Linked DNA regions of Mus musculus: region 1 is linked to region 2. A link is a contact called in public HiChIP or PLAC-seq data. All regions are on one chromosome and are shown on one strand. The core of a region is the stretch at or near the end of the contact, and the rest is flanking DNA. Distances in the headings are between cores, read along the strand shown.

What was found. HiChIP or PLAC-seq counts read pairs in DNA pulled down with a chosen protein or histone mark.
Region 1: an H3K27ac HiChIP or PLAC-seq map of embryonic stem cells shows a contact between it and region 2, with 3 times the contacts expected there. The contact joins the promoter of Shank1 here to the promoter of Klk8 in region 2. A contact is called at or near these places in 6 of 39 promoter capture datasets (the 3T3-L1 cell line, cranial neural crest, embryonic stem cells and 2 more), 1 of 484 Hi-C or Micro-C datasets (epidermal suprabasal cells) and 4 of 115 datasets of contacts at active chromatin or transcription factors (bone marrow-derived macrophages and embryonic stem cells).

Annotation. Positions count from the first base shown.
Region 1 is chr7:44,306,445-44,313,306 of GRCm38.p6, forward strand. It overlaps Shank1 (SH3 and multiple ankyrin repeat domains 1), which reads left to right and starts at 3,820. Exons shown (of 25, transcript NM_001034115.1): 1 at 3,820-3,852; 2 at 6,220-6,517; 3 at 6,675-6,862. The coding sequence starts at 6,263. It overlaps Clec11a (C-type lectin domain family 11, member a), which reads right to left and starts at 515. Exons shown (of 4, transcript NM_009131.3): 1 at 175-515; 2 at 1-30. The coding sequence starts at 321.
Region 2 is chr7:43,793,940-43,800,763 of GRCm38.p6, forward strand. Klk8 (kallikrein related-peptidase 8) reads left to right here and starts at 3,638. Exons shown (of 5, transcript NM_008940.3): 1 at 3,638-4,193; 2 at 4,685-4,844; 3 at 5,126-5,388. The coding sequence starts at 4,124. Klk9 (kallikrein related-peptidase 9) reads left to right here. Exons shown (of 5, transcript NM_028660.3): 3 at 325-590; 4 at 1,613-1,749; 5 at 2,052-2,817. The coding sequence ends at 2,204.

The DNA of each region.
Region 1 (6,862 bases), core at 2,570-5,069, 510 kb after region 2:
AGTGGGCAGCCCTAGGGCCTCCTGGAGATTCTGGGTCAGAGAATGCATGTCAGTTTCCTTCCCGCCTACCCTCTCAGCTCTTTTCTGAACCCATTGTTCCATCTAAACCCCCTTACTTTTCTTTACCCATCTGAACACTTCATCTCAAGCCCACAGTGCCCCTCCAACACTCACCTTCAACATCTGTGACTCCCGCTCTCTCTCCTCCTCCAGGGCACCTCCCCAGCCTCCCTCCCACTCCCTCCCAGGACCTCGGGCTCCATGACCAAAACTCAAAAGCTGAGGGACCACTAGGGCCCCCAAGAGCCAGGCTGCCTGCATCCAGCTGGGCTTCCCAGCACCCAAATAGTAGAGAGGTCAGAATGCCAGGGGTAGGACTGCTGTATAGACCTAGCAAGTGTCCCAGTCTGGTGGGCAGCTCACAAGCCCCTTGGACCTTCTTTCTGCCAGGCTTTCTCTTCTGCCTTCCCTCCTGATCTGCTCTGTCTCAACTTTTGATCTCCTCAGCTTCTCTTGGTGAGTCTCCCCGCCCCTATTGGCTTCCAGGAGGCTCTGCCTCTGTGGCCGGAAACCTCCAACGTTCCAAAGCCTGATCCCGCCTTGGGTCTACCCACACCCACCCCTTGCCACTTTCCAGACCTCTGCTTCTGCCCTCTTTCCTCCCTTTTGCAAGTACAAGCACTTATATGGATAAAAGGAAGATGGGGAAAGTTTTCCAGGGCATCCTTGGTACTGGTAGGCCTCAGCCTTGGTCCAGGAGTCTTCTCAGAACAAAGCAGGCTATGATAGGATGCCAGCTTTGGACTGTTCACTTCTCTCTGTCTTGGCCATTCCTGAGGAGGGGGCACACTGCAGAGAGTATGCTAAGGTTGCTATTATCCTGTGGTCACCGCTGACCACACAGCCTAATGAAGGGGACTCTTCTAACATTCTCAGGCTCCGGGGCTCTCCCATCCTCTACCCAGATGGCCTGTCCTGGCCCTACCAGCCCTTGTATGTGGTGCCTGCTTGTGGGGATATGTGTGAACAGCATGCATGTGTGCTGCTTAAAAGGTGTAACTACAAGATTCTCCTGCAGGCCAGGCCCTGAGCAGGTTGATGCTGGGGTGGGAGGGGTGGTAGTGAGCCCAGTGGTTCCCCCATCAAGGGAGGAGAAGGGTTGACAGTCAGAGCAGGTATCTCCAGTATGTATACTAACCAAGCACTGGCCGTGAGTAGAGAACCCTCTGCAAGCTGCCTTATCCCAGCCTAGACCACTGCAGTGGCCTCCCCTTACTCTCCCTCCTTCTACAGAGCCCCTCCAATCTGGGCTGCTTGCCTGCCGCAGCCAGAGCAATCCTTCCAAACCATAAATCAGATCACATTACTCCCCACGCCCCTGCCTCCTCACCTTCCCATCAGAAGCAGGAGAGAAGCCAAACCGCGGTCTCCTCGGTCCTCAGTGCAGCCTGCAGGGCTGGGGCCTGGGAGAGAACCGTTTTTTCTGCAGTCTCACCTCATCTCCCCTCACCCTCCATCACCACTCTGTCCTTCCTAGCCTTTTCCTCCTTCTGCAAACTCTTCCCTCAGCTCTTTCTCATTACTGAAGCCTCAGCTCTGCCCACCATGTGAGATGCTTTCTCAAAATGCCCCCTTTTCTTCTAGGTATGGTCCAACCAGTATGGGCTTGTTTATTTACATCTGTCTCTTGCAGACCAAGGCATAGATTTTGGGGCTACTTCTGTATCCCCAAATCAAAGCAGGACTTCCTAGCACCTAGTTGGTACTCAGTTAAACTGATGAATAAGACCAATGTTACAGCAGCTTGGTAAAAGGCCTTAAAAATCAGACTTTTGTGTTTAGGTTGCACCGGAGTTCTCAAGGTGTCTGCCTGAGTGCAGGCGCTGAGGGCAGTGGAAGGTTCCAATGCCAGGAGAGTAGATGGCCATGCCTTACCCACACCATGCCAGGCTCATGAGTCCTGCAGAGCTTTAGTCCCGCAGGTCCTGCCAATTCATGAGCCAAAGATCTAGGGGCCCAGGGTTTGCAAGGAAAAAGCAAAGAAGCTCAGAGAGGAGACATGGCAGCCGTATGGAGGTCACAGGTGTGGCATCATGTACCAAGGCTGCTGGCTCCAAGCAGGTACCTCACATCTGCCCTCAGCTGCTGTGAGTCCCATGAGGGGCCTTGTAAAGGAACACACCAGTTTTCAAGAAAGCCTAGTACGCAGAGGGCAGAGTGACCTTGGGCAGCCAACTGATTCTCGGAGCCTCTCGGATGCTCATCTGTAGCACGGAGGTCTCTCTTCGGAAGCTGGAGACCTCCATATAATGCAGAGGGGCTTTGTAAACTGCAGAATGCCTCATAGCCGCTCAGTGTATGTACCAGCACCAGCAGCTGTTCTCCATGGGCGCAGCTGCTCGGCACCTGGGTGGGTGCATCAAGATGAGGGCCTCTCTAAGCTGGGTACCAACTCCAGTTTATCCCAGGATGCCCCAGAGAAGCTGCAGCTGAAGACAAACTCAGAAACTATCTAGAACAACCCTCTGTAGGAGCTGGTGTTCCCTAGTGGCCCTGGGGACGCTGCTGGGCAAAGTGGAAGTCATGGCTGAAGAGGGCTGAAATATGCTGAATGAATCTGCCTTCCTCTGTGAATGTACCAGGTAGGAGAAAGCTGACTACCTGCACACAATTAGCTTTGTGTGTCCATGTGTGTGAAATTGGAGGCGTTATAGAATGCAGAAGGGTATACATCTTCAGGTATGTTCTTTGAAACACCATAGCAGGCCTGTGGAGAAGATGGAGACAGCCTTCTGTGTTCTTCACCCTTGATACCACCTCTTTATAGCTGGGTGGCCTGGGCCAAATTACTTAGCCTTTCTGTGTGCTTTGACAGGAAAGAAGTCACTGAACCTGGCACCTATAGTATACTCAAGGATAGCTGGGGGGGTGGGAGGTGTGCTGTGGGCAGGGTGTACAGGCAAACAGGCAAAAACACCTGTGATGACCAGTGGAGTGGGTGAGCTGGCTCGGACAGCACACAGGTCTGTCTACCGTGCTTCTTGTAGGTAGATCTAAGTATGTAGTTGGAGTATGGTGTAGGTCAATCTTGCAGGGTGCTGTCGGTATGCTGTGGCACAGGGGTGTGACATTGTGCATGAAGCTGGGTGTGTGTCTCTGGTTGTGTGTACTGGGCAAGCATGCCCTAAGGAGTAGGTAGCTGTGGGTATGCTTGGTTTACAGGACCAGCTTGGGGGAAGGGGTATGTGCCTCAGGTACTTCCATGTATGTGAGCTCATATGGAAAGTTGTGTGCATGTGGGGAGGGGTATGTGTGTGTGTGTCGGGGTGGAGGGGTGAAGGTACACACATTTGGGGGTACAGGACCAGAATCTATAACCCACAGTATTCGATTTGGGAACATACAGACTCTACAAATACAAATAGCACCCCACCATGTGTAGAAAGGGTGGGGAGCAATCTGGAGGAGGGGCTCCCCTAGGAAGAGCAGGATCCCACTAGGGGTACATGGGGGTGAGCAGGGGTGGAGTCTGGGTTTGAGGATGGGGCAGTGGAGATGAAGGGTGGAGGAGGGCGAGGGGGGGGGTGGAGCCGCGCGTGTGTTGGGGGGAGAATGGGCGAGGTTTGGGGGCTCAGGGAGGGGCGATATCTCTCTGCGGGCTCCCGGAGGGAGGGGAGAGGGCGGAGGGAGGGGAGGGAGGGAGAGAGAGGAGAGCGAGAGAGAGAGAGAGAGAGAGAGAGAGAGAGAGAGAGAGAGAGAGAGACCGGGTGAGGGAGAGACAGCGAGTGCGAAAGAGAGCGAGCCGGGTGGCAGTGGAGGCGCCGACCGGGACTCAGCAGCCCCGCCAGGCAGGTAAGGGCACGGGACACTACAGGGTGGTTCTGGGGTAGGGTGCAATTGCGAGAACTGGGGTTGCGGGAGAGGGCGGAGGCGCCCCGGATGTCCTTGGCCTGGCGCCGGCTCCGGCCTGGGTGTACATTTAGGGTGTGTGTATGGGGGGGTGAGGGTGTGGAAGGTAGCATGGCCCCTAAGGGTGACATCAAATTGGGTTGCGACCTGGTCCCGAGTGCCCCGTCCCAGATCGTATCCTTGCTAGGAGGGTGTGCCCCATCCCCCACGTGCTGCGCCCCCTAAGCCGAACTGGTCTCGGAGGCTCTCCGGGGCCAAGACTGGGTCTTGGTCCCCGCCTCCCAACCCGGCTCGGCCACTCCCCCGCCTCGCCCACCCCAGCACACCTGGGCCCCTCCCCTAGGTCACCCTGGTCTCCAACCACTCCAACCCAGGGTCTGGGCCAGAGCCTCCTACGACGCCTGGACCCGGCGCCCCTTCCAGGCGTCTGTAGTTCCTTTCCACCCGCGCCTCGCGTGCCCATCGCGCCTCAGGTTCCTTCTCCGCAGGCCGGCGCGCCCCCTCTGCTCCCGCCCCCAGTCCCAGCTCCCTCTCCCGACCCAGGGCTATTCTTTCACCAACCTCCCTGCTCCCGCCTTCCTCCACCTCCATTCATTCTCCCCGGGCCCGGCTCCTGGCCACGCCAGCCGTCCCCTGTCCCCCCGCAGCCTCTCAGGGCACCCCCTCTCTCCCCTTAGCCACCCCCCCCCCTCGCCGATTCCTCAGCCCGTCTCGGTACCAGCTGCGTGCCAGCTATTCTTAGCCGCCGAGCTTTTGATTCATGCCGCCCCGGCGGAGTGTGCCCGCTCCCTCCCTCGAGGCCGGAGGGGGAGGGGCCCCGAGCTGTCCTGGGTGTTGGGGCAGTGGAGCCCGCGCTATAGGGGACCTAGCCTTTGCTGACCTTTTATCCCACCTGCCACCCCTTTCCTGCAGAGCTGGGGCTGCAAAGGGGATGTCAGCCAGGGTCAGCCGAGGGGGAGTGGCTGAGGTCACACTGCCAGGCGGGATGTGGTGTAGGGCGGTCAGCAGACTGAGCTGGAGGCCCGGGTCTCCTCCCCAGCCCAGCGGGTTGAGCCACAAGGCAGGGTACCTGGGATGGGGTGCTTCAGAGCTCGGTCCCCGCGAGGGGGAGGGTTCCTCAGCCCGTGGTTAGACGCCTGCTCGCCTACAGTTCTTGGAACTCTCTTCCTTAAACATTTCGTCTTTCCTTCCCCAACCCTCCCTCCCCCCAGCCCATCCCCACTCCCCCAAAGTCAGCAGTACCCTCCACTGCTTCCCATCTCCATGGCAACGGTGCAGGAGCCGGGCCTGGTGTGGGGTGGGAGGGACCAGACCAGACATTCTGCTTTCCGGTTCTAGAGTGGGGAGTAGGGGGTGGCAAACAGGAGAGAAGAGGACCGCATTTGGAATGGAGCCACCCCTCAGTAGGCCACTTTGAGAGGGACGACCCTCCCCATCTCCTGGTCCCCATATTGTTGCAGCTCACTTCTTAGCTTCCTCCCCAGACACCCCACCCAATCCAAATTCTCCTCGGTGGAGCCTCCAGTACCAAGCAGTGCCAGCCCACCCACCCTGCTGTGCCATTCCTGAAACACCCACAGGTCACCTGCAGCTGCCCACACCCACCCAGGCCACCACAGCTTGTCACCTGGACTTTCCAGCCAGAGCCAGGGCCAGCCTCCCTATCCACCCACACATCCTCTTCACACGCCCCAGTAACCTCTCATCATGGGTCTCTTGGGCCCAGCTCAGGGGAACTTCTCTTTTCTGTTCATCCACCCCCACTCGTGTCCCTCCATCCCCTACAGGGACAGCTCATTCCCCAGCAGCAGCCCTCTAAACATGTGGTCAGCCACACTTCAGTGAAGTCACCAGCTCTCGGGCACCTCCTGCTGCCCCAGGCTCAAAACTCACACCTCCATCTCACCTTTACTATAAAAGTCAGTCTCCACCTCCCTGGGGTGAAGGGGCCAGGCTCCGGCCAGGAGGGCAGGATGCCGGGGTGGATTGGTCCACCTGTCTGTCCTTAGCTAATTTTAGCTTCATTTTTTTGTAGTTTGACAAAGTGGGCCACTAGCTCCCGCGGTGATTCTGTGATTTCTAGGACACACTGGGTCAGCCACAAAGTGGAGCGCAGGGGGGTGGGGGGCTGCAAGCAGGGCCAAGGACAGGGAGGAGAAAGGTGCCAGGAAGGCTGCAGAGGTGGTGCAAACTTGTCTGTGCAGGGGGCTGAGGGCATGTCTAGTCTCCCTTGGCTGCCCCTGTGTCTGTCCACTGGTACTGGTGGCCTCTGAGTGGCTCAACAGTGAGGATCACCCTTGCTTTTCTCAGCTGCCTGTGATGCTGCTGTCCCCCGTCGCCCCGTGGCCCCACGATGACCCACAGCCCCGCGACAAGCGAGGACGAGGAAAGACACAGTGCCAGCGAGTGTCCCGAGGGGGGCTCAGAATCGGACAGCTCCCCAGACGGGCCAGGAAGAGGCCCCCAGGGGACTCGGGGCCGAGGCAGCGGAGCACCTGGTAACCTGGCCTCTACCCGAGGCCTCCAGGGACGCTCCATGTCTGTCCCTGACGACGCCCACTTCAGCATGATGGTTTTCAGGATTGGCATCCCTGACTTGCATCAGACGGTGAGTGGTCACTCACCTGCCAGCTGACAGACACATTGGCCAAGTCTTTCCCCACTCTCAATCCCAGATCTAGCTGGAATCTTATTCCTTTTCCAACCTACCCTTGACCCTCATACCCTTGACCCAACCTAGCCCCAGACATCCTGTCTCCCACCAGAAATGCCTACGCTTCAACCCAGATGCCACCATCTGGACAGCCAAACAGCAAGTACTCTGTGCCCTGAGCGAGAGTCTACAGGACGTGCTGAACTATGGACTGTTCCAGCCAGCCACCTCAGGCCGGGATGCCAACTTCTTGGAGGAGGAGAGGCTTCTAAGAGAGTACCCTCAGTCCTTTGAGAAAGG
Region 2 (6,824 bases), core at 2,388-4,887:
TGGAAGTTATCCATATCCCACCCCTAACCATACACACGTTGAAAACACTTAAAGCCACTCCCACAGAAGCTACCAGACTTGTGAGAGCAGGGGTGGGGTTGTTTTTGTGTGGTAGGTGGGGTTCCTATGCATCCACAAGGTTCCAGTGAACCTATGTCACCAGTGGGGCCCCAGGTGGGATGGGGAAGAAGGTGGCTGATTTGGGAAAGTAGACTACAAAGAGCAGAGCTCTGGAGAGGGTGTGTGGCTGTGAAGGGGCATACAGGACCTTGGGTGGACCGAGCTCCCCGTCCCCAGCCTGATCTCTGAAGTCTGTCTTCACAGGTACCTGTGGGTCCGCCTCGGGGAGCATCATCTGTGGCGGTGGGAGGGCCCTGAGCAGCTGCTTCTGGTCACAGACTTCTTCCCCCATCCTGGGTTCAATCCAGATCTCTCTGCCAATGACCACAATGATGATATTATGCTGATCCGGCTACCTCGGAAGGTCCGGCTGACTCCAGCTGTGCAACCCCTCAACCTCACCGAGAGCCGGCCACCTGTGGGCACCCAGTGCCTTATCTCTGGCTGGGGCAGTGTGTCAAGCTCCAAATGTATGGGTTTGCCCTTAACCCTTGTTCATCTCTTACCACCTCTCGTCTCTTCCCTTTCTCTTCCTTCTCTCTTCCCCCTCTGTCTCCTCCTAAATCTCTTCCCCTCTTTCCTTCTCCCCCCCTCCATCCTCTTCCTCCATCTTCTTCTTTTCTCTTCCTTCCTCTCCTCCTCCTTTTTTTCCCCTTCATCCCATCTTCCCCCTCTTCTCTTCCCAGGGGCCCCTCCTCCCTAGGACTTGTTAGCTCCCAGCCTAGCTCTAGGTTCAGTGAGAGACCTTGTGTTGAGTGAATATTCTATAGTGTCAGAGCAGAAGACCTGATGGCCTCCTTTGCCTCTGTGCACACCTCCCCCCCCCACATGTGCATATACCACGTATATACACACAGACAATTCAGAACAGGATGTGGTGGTGGGTTTAATGTGGTGGGTTTTAATCCCCACATTTGGGAGGTAGGGGCAGACAGATCTCTAGGAATTTGAAGCCAACCTAATCTATACAGCATTATACACATATACATATATATGGGCAAAAATGTGCTCACACTCAAAATAGCATCTACTTGGCAGAATCAATAATACAGGTTACCCCCAGAGTAGCAGTAGAGTCTACATTTCTGTCTGCAACAAGAGACCATGTGCCCCGAACTGTGTTGTCTGGTTTCTGATAACATCTCTCAACCCTTTTCTCTGCATGGCCGCCTTGTAATTTGCCTCTGGCAGTGGGTTTCGCTTCAGGGATGTTTATCTCCCTCCCTGGTCTTTATTCACCCCACTCCTGTGACAGACAGACAGACAGACAGACCTTCCTGTTTCACTTCCCCCCCCCCTCTCTCTCTCCCTTTGGCCTTCTCTCCCCCTTAGCCATCTATTCTCCAGCCCTGGGTTGACTGTCTGGGATCTCATTTCTGAGTCTCAGCCTCATGACTCCGTGGGAGTCCCAAGGATGGAACAGCGTCAGGGAAGATTCTTAGGGGTGCTGCCTCAGATTCTGAGAACATCCTCCATCCTTCTCCCCCAACAGTACAGTATCCAATGACACTGCAGTGTGCCAACATTAGCATTCTGGACAACAAGCTCTGCCGCTGGGCATACCCGGGCCACATCTCTGAGAAGATGCTGTGCGCTGGCCTGTGGGAGGGTGGCCGAGGCTCTTGCCAGGTGAGCCATCCCCTGCAGGAGGGTGGAAGCACTTTTCTAGACCTCGGGGTAGGAGATGGCTGGAACCACAGACTCCAGGACCTAGGGATCCAGGCTGAGTACTAGGAGGTTCTGGGAGCCCAGGATGCTACATGGTGGGATGGGAGATGAGATCTGTGAGTTTTTATTCATGGAAATGAGGGAGGAGAGACTACAGACCAGGCCCTCCTGGGTGATGAATGGCAGAGGCTTTCTCAGGAGGAAGCTTCCGATGATTCTCATGAATAGACCCAGCTAACAGCTCTGTTCTTCACCATGCACAGGGTGACTCTGGGGGACCCCTGGTGTGCGAAGGAACCTTGGCAGGTATAGTGTCTGGAGGATCTGAGCCTTGTTCCAGACCCCGGAGACCCGCTGTCTACACTAACGTCTTTGACTACCTGGAGTGGATTGAAAGCACCATGGAAAAAAACTGAGTTCATGCTAAGATGGACAGACTGGAGAGGAAGACGGATGTAGAATGAGAGGATGCTGCAGGATTCCAGAGCCCCAGCTTCTCTGATGCGTGTCAAAGCACCCCCGCACGCCCCATGATGAAACTCCGCCCTCTCAGACTTCGGACCCTCAGACTTCACTCCTTAGTCTCCCCCGAAGACTCCTCCCACTTAGGTCATCTTCCCTCTTGGGGTCTGCTCCCAGGCAAAACAATTATAATAAAACCACGCCCCTTCAAAAAAAAAAAAAAAACCAACTGAGACACACCTCCTTTGCTCCTGGCCCATGCTACACCATTTTAATCACCATTCTCTGGAATAGCCCAACCCTCAGGATCACCGCCAAGAAATATCTTTCCCTAAATAGCTGCTGCAACCCTTCATATTTCACCCAATAGGATTTCTTCTCTGGACTCCATCCCATTTGTCCCCACTCCTAGTCACGCTAGGACTGCGCCTATTCTGCGCACGTGGACCTCAAACAGCTCTGGGTTCTGCTCCGAGTGTGTTTTGGGTCTGACTCTTGACATAGGATGATGGGAGCATTGATCTCTCTAGAGCCCCCAGGTGAATCAGAATAAACCATAGGAACGATCACTTCCTGTCGCCTGTAATGTGGGATACAGGGTGCGCACAGGTTGGGAGGAAAGGGTAAATGAACGAACCTGCTCCGGCCGAACCTCTGCAACCTTAACAACAAGCTTATTGCAGCACCTTGGGACTTCAGCCAGGGCTGGTCCCGCCGCCCTGGGAGGAAGGGGAAACCAGGTTACAGCGCCACCCTAACCTGCCTACCCAGATGCCCCGGGCTGGTTCCTGACCCGCCCTCAAAGTCCCCAACCAGAACACCGCCTTTCCCAATTTTCACAAAATTCAGTTTCAAGCCCATCCTTCATTAAGGACAGAGAACTTAATTCCAGCCCCCTGCTTCTTCAGACCCTGCAGAACACCCCAGTCCTTCTTCAGATTCAACCTCCACCCTCCAACTCCGAAGTCTAAATCAGAGCTCCTCCCTTAAATCCAGGGGTTCAGATGAGGTATTCAAACCCCAACTCACTTCCCTCGGACTCGGGGATTCAAGCTTTCACTTTTCTCCCTCAGACTCGGGTCCAGGCTTTGTTCCTTCTCTCTCAGACCAAGATATCCAAATACCAGCCCTCCTCCATCAGGCCCACGAGCCCAGGTTCCAGTTGCCTCCCTCCGACCCATCTCTTCCGTTCTACCCCGGGGGTCGGTGCACTGCCCCTCTAGTCCTCACCTCGGTTTCCGAGGCTCCAGTCCCTCCTCCTAAAGTCACTCCAGCCCGTGCCCCTCCTCGAGCGCTTGCGGGTTCAGCCGCACCGCAGCAAGGTGCGGGCAGAAGGCGGGGCCGTGGGCGGGGCTTCCTCGTTAAAAGGCTGCAAAATCTTGTACCCGACACACCGAAGGGAAGTCCGGGGGCCTCTTCCACCGAGTCCGAGTGACCCCGCCCCTTGCATTCTGGAAGGTGAGGCGCAGAGGTCCCCAGACACGGACCTCAGGCGCAGGGAGGTCCCCTTTCTCTGAGCCCAGGACCCTCCCACCCCCAGGCTCACATTCTTTCTCTCAGGATCTTCAAGCGGGTCTCTTAAGCTCCCTCTTCCCCAGGACGTTGGAGTCACAGCCTCAGATCTTTCTCTCCAATCTCACAAGTGGGCCAGAACTCCTTTATAATGTCTGGATCCCCAACAGCAAGCTCTCCCCCACACTAAAATTCGGGGATCTAGAGCTCTGCCCTAGCTTTCTCAGCCCCTAGCTCCATCCTCCAGCAAGACTCAAGACAGCTCCGGAAACACCTCCTTCCCCCAGTTCCCCAGACAACAAGATCTCAGGCTCCTCCCTCGGACTTCCTCTTAGTTCCACCCTCTTCCTCAGAGGCCACCATGGGACGCCCCCCACCCTGTGCAATCCAGCCGTGGATCCTTCTGCTTCTGTTCATGGGAGCGTGGGCAGGTGAGAGGAACAGGTCCCACCACCCAGGGCCTTCAGTGGGGTAGGGGTTACTGGACTCTGAGTGAGTTCCTTCTGACACGTGGGTGTGTGGGTGCCTGTGGTGGGCTTGGGGACCGGGGAGCTTTCTTGGTAGCGAGTAGAGATAGCAACTCAGTGGTGAGGAAGTGGGTTGAGTTTCCCATAGATGCATGGCTGCGGAAGAGATTCTTATTGCCTGTCAGACAAAGCTGAATTTGGTGTGGGGATGTCTAGAACTCGTGTAGACGTGCGTGGAAGCATGGTGAGGGCTGTGCCTAGTGTTGATTATTCTCAGGTCTCAGTGAACTTACATGTGGCCATGTTCCAATGGATGCTGGAAACTTATCTGTTGAAGGCATAAGAGACGGTCCGCAGAGGAACTGGCCTGTGTGTCCATTTGAACCCACAGTGGCTTTCCTGGCTGGGGCTCTGACATCGAGGGTGGCGACCCACCCTTCTCCTTCCTGATGCAGGGCTCACCAGAGCTCAGGGCTCCAAGATCCTGGAAGGTCGAGAGTGTATACCCCACTCCCAGCCTTGGCAGGCAGCCTTGTTCCAGGGCGAGAGACTGATCTGTGGGGGTGTCCTGGTTGGAGACAGATGGGTCCTCACGGCAGCCCACTGCAAAAAACAGTGAGTGAAGGGCTGGGCACATGTGGGTGGACCTGGAGGGAAGAGGCTCAGGGCTCTGTTTGAGGAAGAGGAGGAAGTTAAAACTTGGGTCTGAGGGAGGAGGGCTAAGGAGGACTGCTGGATCTGAGGCAGACAGGCTAGGGCCTGGACTCCTGGGCTTGGTGGAAGATGAATGGGTTCTGAGGGAGAAGGAGTGGAAAGAACCCCCAAGTACCCCCAACTTCCTTCTGGGTTCCAAGATCCACCCTCACTCCTCACCCCCTCCACCCCTCCTTGTGCAGGAAGTACTCCGTGCGTCTGGGTGATCATAGCCTCCAGAGCAGAGATCAGCCGGAGCAGGAGATCCAGGTGGCTCAGTCTATCCAGCATCCTTGCTACAACAACAGCAACCCAGAAGATCACAGTCACGATATAATGCTCATTCGACTGCAGAACTCAGCAAACCTCGGGGACAAGGTGAAGCCGGTCCAACTGGCCAATCTGTGTCCCAAAGTTGGCCAGAAGTGCATCATATCAGGCTGGGGCACTGTCACCAGCCCTCAAGGTAAAGAGCTGGGCCCCCTACCTAAGAGGGTGAAGAGAAGGCAATCACCCCAGTGGACCCCAAGCCATTGCAGACCTCATTCCCCAACATACCCTGACCTCCATACACCCTAAGAGAAGATAATGAAAGAGAAAAGTGAGCACATTAAGTGTTATGGGGAAGGGGAGGGGGACTGTAAGTAAAGTGCTTGCTTAGCAAGTGTGAGGGGCTTTGAGTTCAGATCCCCAGCAACCTTGTTAAAGCCAGCTGTGAGGTGGAGACAGGAGGGTTCCAGGGTTTGTCAGTCAACCATCGTAGCCTAATGATCCAGGTTCAATGACAGACCCCATCTCAATACATACATGTGGTGAAGCACGGGCACTTTGGGTTTTTTTAAATTATATCTATTTATTTGTGTATATGTGTATGTATGAGCACGTGCACATATGCATGCCCCAGAATACATGCAAAGGTCGGAGGACAGTCTGTAGGGATCAGTTGTTGCCTCCCACTCTTCTGCTCCTGGGGGCTAGAACCCAGGTTGTGAGCTTGGCAGCAAGCACCTTCAGACCCTGCTTTTTCCCACGCTCTAGGGCCCAGACCCGTCATCACCCAGCCTCCATGATCCAAGAGGGCCCAAACTCCTTTCTTATTCGTGAGCCAAACATTAGTCCCTTTGGGGTGTTGGCATGTCTAGAATGTTCCTCAGCTTGTAACTTCATAGTGAGAACAAGTGGGACTCAGCTCAGAAAAACAATGGGGCCCTCCAGGCATTGACCACGCCAGTCATCAGGTCCCTACACGTCTTGACTTCTACTGAGACAGTGTGGCTTGGAAATGCATACCGAGGCATGGATGGATCTTTTCATTAGCCCCCTGGGGAGCCACTTCCTGTCTCCCAGCCTTGCTTTCTCCAGTGACGTGCAGGGAGTCAGCATCCAACTGGTAATAAGCTCTAAGAGGGTTCTGCTTTCTTTAGTTTTCATTTCACTGTGTATGCATGTGTGTGTTTCACAGTGCATGGGTGGAGGTTGGGGACAACCTACGGGACTTAATTCTCTCCTTCCACCGTGATGTCCTAAGAATCAAAATCAGGCCAGCAGGCTTAAGGTTTGACTCACTGGGATATCTCTCAGAGAATCATCTGTTCTTCTTTTTTAGTTTTTTATTTTATTTTTTATGTGTATGAGTGTTTGTCTGCATGGATGTGTGTGTGTACTCGGTCCACGTAGTGCCTGAAGAGGCCAGAAGTTCTAAAACTGGTGTTATAGATGGTTTTAACTCACCATGTGGGTACCTGTCCTGGAACAATGTAGACAAGTCTGGTTTTGAACTCCCAGGGATCCACCTGCCTCTGCCCCCGCAAGTGTCAGGGTTAAAGATGTCTGCCACCACTTCTATCTGTTCTCTTGAGGATGTGCTCTGTGTGCTTGGAAGTTCCCTGGGATCCTGGAAAT